Linked DNA regions of Sus scrofa: region 1 is linked to region 2. Evidence: chromatin contacts called from public Hi-C data. All regions are on one chromosome and are shown on one strand. Each heading gives the region's core, a stretch centred on a gene start, on an enhancer-like site or on the middle of the called end of the contact. The rest is flanking DNA. Distances are from core to core; before and after follow the strand shown.

Region 1 (3,321 bases), core at 209-2,708, 62 kb after region 2:
AACTTTTCAAATCAAAAGAACAAGGAAACTACACCTAAAGCAGAGTATTTCTAGAGCAGTAGTTCTTAAACTGTGGTGCAAGAACCCCTGTACATCTTTAAGAACCTTTCAGAGAATCTATAAGGTTAAAAACTATTTTTATCATAGTACAGAAATATCAACTGCCTTTTTCATGCTCGTTTGCTCACAAGTGTGCACATCAGAGAATAATAACAATTCTGAAAATGCTGATAAAATACTCTTAACCTTTCCATCCACCCATCTCTATGAGCCTCCATTTTCTTCCTAGGTTCAACCCAAATGACAAACCACAACAGACTGAATACAGAAGCTCCTATAAAAACTCTGCTGTCTTCCACTGAGCCAGGTAATTAAGGAAATTTACAAATATGTTAAGACAAAGTCTCCCTTCTCATATACTGTTTTTGTTTTGAACGATAGTTACTGCAGAGAAAAAAAATACTACTTATATTCACATTAAGTGTTTATGCTTATTTTTAAATAAAAACATGTTTTTATTATTTATTTATTTGTTTGTTTTTTAGGGCTGCACCCACGGCATATGGAAGTTCCCAGGCTAGGGGCTGAACTGGAGCTACAGCTGCCGGCCTACACCACAGCCACAGCAATGCCAGATCCTCAATCCCACTGAGCAAGGCCAGGGATCCAACCCGCATCCTCATGGATCCTAGTCACGTTCATTAACCACTGAGCCACAAAGGGAACTCCCATAAAAACATGTTTTTAAAGGTTCTCAGTTTTGATGTCTAATCCAGTAATTATCAACAGATATAATCTCATATGAACAAAAGCTCTCAGGAATCCTTAATTTTTGAGACTGTAAGAGAGTATTGAGATCAAAAGGTTTGAGAATTGCTGTTCCAAAGTATTTCTTACTCTGTAAGAAAAATATCACTCTACAAAGGATTATTTTTTAAGATAAGAGAAACGAAGTTGCTTAAAAGTGAATTTATAGCTTTTAGGACAAATGATTAAACTCGGATTTACTTCACAATTATCTAAGTGGCAAAGGTGGAATGGCCGGAGTATAAATGAAATGAGTGGCCATGGGTTAACCGAACTAGAGGTTCATTATACTAGTCTCTGCACTTTTGCAAATGTTTGAAATTTTCCCCTAAAGGAAAATTAAAGAATTAAATTCATAACCTGAACAGTTGAATATGGAAAAAAAAATGTAACCTGTTATTGTTAAAAATGAAGGAAAACAGGGGGAAAATCTTAATAATATTAATCTGACACATTTGGAGTTCTGCTTCAGTCACGTAAAATTTACATATGCCGCTCCCCTCTTTACCTACTATCACCAACTGACTCAAATAAAAATGACACAGGTATCTTTCAGCTTTAAAGTTCAACAAATCCTTTAACCTCACTAACCTGCCAAACTAGGGTAATTTTTTACATGTTACACTACTGCCATCTGCTGGTGACTGTGATGTCTAAGCACAGTAAATAAAGGTTTAAAACAAAACTAACAATTTACTTATGACTATGCTTTCCTCCCAAAATTATCTTGTAGAAAAGCAGCTGTCATATACACATTAAGGTTCTTCAAAGTCTCACATGAGAAGCAGTGCTTCTTGACCCTGATCACACTTTAAAATCATGTGGGAGTTTTTGAAAATCTTGATGCCTGGGCCCCAAATCAGAGCAATTACATCAGAATCTTTTTTTGTGAAAACGAAAGGTAAGACACAGACGGGGAGCAAATATTTGCAAAAGATACATCTGATATGGGACTGGTATCTACAGTCACTCTCACAACTGAGTAATAAGGAAAAAACTCAATTTTTTAAATGGGCTAAAGATTTAAATAGCACTTTACCGAAAATTTTATATGGATGGCAATTCAACACATGAAAACATACTCAACATCATTAGTCATTAGGAAAACACTCATTAAGATCATAATGAGATACTATTTCATATCCATTAGAATAGCTAAAGGTGAAGAGGCTGACCCTATTAAATGCTAGCCAGGATGTGGAGCAACAGCAAAGCTCACACGCTGCTGGTAAAAATGTAAATCGAGACTACCCCTTTGGAACACAGTTTCTTTTTTCTTTTTTTTCCTTTTTTTTTTGTGCGTGTGTTTTTTTTAGGGCTGCACCTGTGGCATAAGGAAGGCTAGGGGTTAAATCGGAGCTATAGCTGCCACCACAGCCACGGCAGTGCCAGATCTGAGATGCGTTTGCAATCTACACCACAGCCTGCAGCAACGCCAGATCCTTAACCCACTGAGCGAGGCCAGGGCTTAAACCCGAGTCCTCACGGATATCGGTCAGATTTGCTACTGCTGAGCCACAACAGGAACTCCTGGGAAACAGTTTCTTAAAAAGCTACACACACACACCCCTACCATAAGACCCAGCCATTCCACTTCTAGATATGTACCCAAGAGAAAGAAAGGTTGTAGTGGGGTAGAGAGTGTCCCCTCTAGGGAGTTCCTGTTGTGGCGCAGCGGAAATGAATCCGACTAGGAACCATGAGGTTGCAGGTTCGATCTCTGGCCTTGCTCAGCAGGTTGAGGATCCAGTGTTGCTGTGACCTGTGGTGTAAGTCGCAGACACGGCTTGGATCTGGTGTTGCTGTGGCTGTGGTGTAGGCCAGCAGCTATAGCTCCGATTAGACCCCTAGCTTGGGAACCTCCATGTGCCATGGGTGCGGCCCTAAAAAGACAAAAAAAGACAAAAAAAAAAAGTCTAAAATTCACTTGGAATGTGATCTTATCTAAAAAAGGGATCTTCACAGATGTAATTAGTTAAGATGAGGTCATAATGGAATAAAGTAGGCCCTAAATCCAGAAACTGATGTCTTTATAAGGAGAGAGGATACTCAAGAAAGACAAGGTAAGAGTTGAGTGTACAGTTAAAAGCCAAGAAACACCAAGGTCTGCCAGGAACTTTTGAAGCTAGGAAAAGGGAACAATCTCCCTAGAGACTTCAGAAGGAGCATGGTCCTGCCAACACCCTGATTTCAGACTTCTGGCCTCCAGAACTGTGAGAGAATAAATGTCATTTTAAGCTACCCAAATTGTAGTACTCCATTACCGCAGTCCTGAGAAACAAATATAAAAGCACAAAGACTTGTATGAGTTCCTGTCATGGTACAGCAGAAATGAATCCAACTAGGAACCATGAGGTTGTGGGTTCAATCCCTGGTCTCGCTCAGTGGGTTAAGGATCTGGCATTGCTGTGAGCTGTGGTGTAGGTCATAGATGCAGCTCAGATCCTGCATTGCTATGGCTGTGGTGTAGGCCAGCAGCTGTAGCTCCAATTAGACCCCTAGCCTAGGAACCTC
Region 2 (3,517 bases), core at 285-2,784:
AGAGAGAAAAAAGAGAGAAAGAGAGAAAAGGCAAGAGAGAAAAAGAGAAAGAGGGAAAACGTTAAAAAAAAAAAAGATTTGGCCACTTAAAAACTCAAAACATCTGTATACCAAAGATCTTAACATTAAAAGGCAAACTGGGAAAATATTTGCAATAAATATAGTAACAGTCAATACACTTACTTTACAAAGAAGCATACAAACAAAACAAATATTAAGTCAAACAGCAAAAAGCATAAACATTCGAACTTACAGAAATGACATGAATTTGCAGAAGGAATCAAAACTATTAACAAACATATGAAAAATGTCAGCCCTTCCATTCTGGCTCAGGGGCTTAAGAACTACCCAACATAGTATAGAGCCCATGAGGGTATGGGTTTGATCCCTGGCCTCGTTCAAATGGGTTAAAGATCCAGTGTGGCTGTGAGCTGCAGTGTAGGCCGCCTATGCGGTCTGGATCCTGTGTTGCTGTGGCTGTGGTGTAGGTTGGCAGCTGCAGCTCTGATTTGACCCCTAGCCTGGGAACTTCCATATGCTGCAGGTGAGGCTCTAAAAAGAAAAAAATGCACATGAAAACAAGTTACCTTAGATTCAATGCAATCCCTATTGACAAGCTGATCCTAAATTTCGGAAATTCAAGGGACTCAGAACAGGCAAAACAATCTTGAAAAAGAAAAACAAAGCTGGAGGACTCACACTTTCCAATTCAAAACTTACTATAAGCTGCATTAAGCAAAACCATGTGATACTGGCATCAAGATAAACATATAAATCAATGATATAGAACTGAGGATCCAGATTCAAACCTTCACACTTATGGTCAATTGATTTTTAACAAGCATTCTAAGACAATTCAATTGGGGAAAGAATAGCTTTTTCAACAAATTATGCTAGACAACTGGATATCTACGTGCTAAAATCAATTCTAATAGATCAAAGATCTAGATGTAAGTGCTGAATAGCATTGAGAACTATGTCTAGATACTCATGTCGCAACAGAAGAAAGGGTGGGGGAAAAAAACTGTAACTGCAATGTATACATCTAAGGATGACCTGACCCCCTTGCTGTACAGTGGGAAAATAATAAAAAAAAAATAATAAAAAAAAAAACAAAAAAACTATATGTCAACATTTAAAAACTAGTGCGCTTCAAAGGACATCATTAAGAAAGTAAACAGAATGGGAACAAGAGAATGGGAGAAAGTTTTTGCAAATTATATATCTATAAAGATCCAGTATCCAAAATATATTAAAAAAATCATTACAACTCAATAATAAAATTAACTCAATAGAAAAAGTGGGCAAAGGATCTGAACAGTCATTTCTCCAAAGAAGATATATAAATGGACAATAAGCATATCAAAAGATGATCAACATCAACAGCCACCAAAGCAAATCAAAATCATAATGAGATACTGCTTTACACCCACAAAGATGACTGAGCTAGACAATAAAAAGTGTGAGTGAGGATACGGAGAAAATAGAACCCTTATATGCTGCTGGTGGGAATGCAAAATGGTATGGCCACTTTGGAATACAGTCTGGCAGTTCCTCAAATGGTCAGAGTTACCATATGACTCAGCAATTCCATTTTTAGGTATATACCCAAAAGAAACAAAAATACATGTCCACACAAAAATTTGTACATAGAGGTTTGTAGCAGCACTATTCATAATAGCTCAAAAGTGGAAACAATAAAATTGATGAATGGGTAAATAAAATACAATAAAACCATACCATGGAATATTATTTGGTAATAAAAAGACATGAAGTACTGTGAGAAAAAGAATGTATATATGTATGTGTGACTGGGTCACTTTGCTGTACAGTAGAAAGTTGACAGAGCACTGTAAACCAACTATAATGGAAAAAATAAAAATCATTTTAAAAAAAGAACAGGACATTAAAAATTTCAAAAAAAAAAAGAAATCAAGTACTGATACATTTACAACACGGATGGACCTTGAAAACATTACGCTAATTAAAAGAAGCCAATTATTATCATTTAACAATGTATACAGGTCAAATCATTAAGCTGTACACCTGAAAATAATATGGTGTTATATGTCAATTATAGTTCAGTTTAAAAATAAAAGAAAAAGGTGGAGTTCCTATCATGGCTCAGTGGTTAATGAACCTGACTAGTATCCATGAAGATGTGGGCTTGATCCCTGGCCTCGCTCAGTGGGTTAAGGATCTGGCATTGCCATGACCTGTGGTGTAGGTCACAGACGAAGCTTGGATCCCACGTTGCAGTGGCTATGGTGAAGGCCAGCAACTACAGCTCCGATTTGACCCTCAGCCTGGAAACCTCCATATGCCGTGGTTGCAGCCCTAAAAGTATAAAGACAAAAAACAAAAAGGCAAACACAAGAAGTCACATACTGCATGATTCCATATATAATTTGATCAGACAGGTATTTTCAGGAAAGCAATTTGACAAATGAATCAAGAACCTTCAAACACTGATAACTTTTGACTCAAAACCTGAACATACTACGTGTTAGATATGCATACTATATTCTTCACACCATTATTTTTAATATTAAAAATATGAGAACAACCTAAACATTGAATAACAGGAAAGCAGCTATGTAAATGATAGTTTCCTAAACACATTTAATTCTATAGGAAGTCTCACCAGATGGGAGAAGTCAAAAACAAAATAAAATCTCTTTTCTTCTCAACTCTCCCTCTCTCTAGATATAGATATGGAAAAAACTGAATGACACACAATAAAGAGAAGTACACCAAAATGTTAACACTGAGTGGTGAGATCATGTGTATTTCTTTTCCTTGAAACTTTCTCATTTGCCAGATTTTCTAAAAATCAACATATATTTTTTTAAAAAAATCTTTTAACAGTAACATCAAGAATTGGTTTCTATCACCTCGTCTAAATAAATTTAAGGAATCAGACACTATTTCTCAAAGGTTGGAAGACAAAAGTAAGCTTAGATTCCACCTCCATTCACTTCCTTTCAAGAAACTGCTACAGCACTTAGAAATACCACAGCACCCTCTTTTGGAAGAAATGTACTCTTCTTCAGGGGAGCTTGCTGGAATCACCGTTTTTAGAGCTGAGAGTCTTTAAAGATTATTAAACCTGGTCTCTCTCATTTTATAAAAAAGGAAATTGGGGTTCAAAAAAGAAAAGACCAGCCAAGATCATAAAGGGAGTTAGCAGAAGAGTTGGGAACAGAGACCCATATCAGATCTTAACCAGAGCTTATTTTCTTCTGATCTTCTGATCCCATTCTTTACTTAATAATTTTTATTTTATTTATTTTTTTAGGGCCACACATGTTGCATATGGAAGTTCCCAGGGTAAATCAGAGCTATGGCTGCCTGCCACAGCCACAGCCACTTGGGATCCGAGCTGCATCTGCATCTGCGACCCACTCCACAGCTCATGGCAATGCCAGATCCTTAACCCACTGAGGCCGGCCAGGGATCCAACCCTCATCCTCATGGATACTAGTCGGCTTTGTTACCACTGAGCCAAGATGAGGAC

Evidence for each region. Hi-C and Micro-C count contacts between places; a contact is called where the count stands out from the background.
Region 1: a contact with region 2 is called in a Hi-C map of alveolar macrophages, with 2.2 times the contacts expected there. The contact joins two enhancer-like sites. A contact is called at or near these places in 1 of 5 promoter capture datasets (liver), 17 of 47 Hi-C or Micro-C datasets (alveolar macrophages, blood, embryonic fibroblasts and 9 more) and 2 of 2 datasets of contacts at active chromatin or transcription factors (alveolar macrophages and skeletal muscle).

What each region holds. Positions count from the first base shown.
Region 1 is chr7:64,737,298-64,740,618 of Sscrofa11.1, forward strand. All of the region lies in intron 4 of KIAA0391 (mitochondrial ribonuclease P protein 3), which reads right to left. Among named protein-coding and RNA genes, the nearest start is that of PPP2R3C, 24 kb to the right of the region's middle. Within about 2 kb of position 1,459, at least 3 of the 83 cell types and tissues checked have an H3K27ac peak or open chromatin away from gene starts, as enhancers often do. A contact at or near this core is called in alveolar macrophages, where this site is marked.
Region 2 is chr7:64,674,892-64,678,408 of Sscrofa11.1, forward strand. All of the region lies in intron 5 of KIAA0391 (mitochondrial ribonuclease P protein 3), which reads right to left. Among named protein-coding and RNA genes, the nearest start is that of PSMA6, 73 kb to the left of the region's middle. Within about 2 kb of position 1,535, at least 3 of the 83 cell types and tissues checked have an H3K27ac peak or open chromatin away from gene starts, as enhancers often do. A contact at or near this core is called in alveolar macrophages, where this site is marked.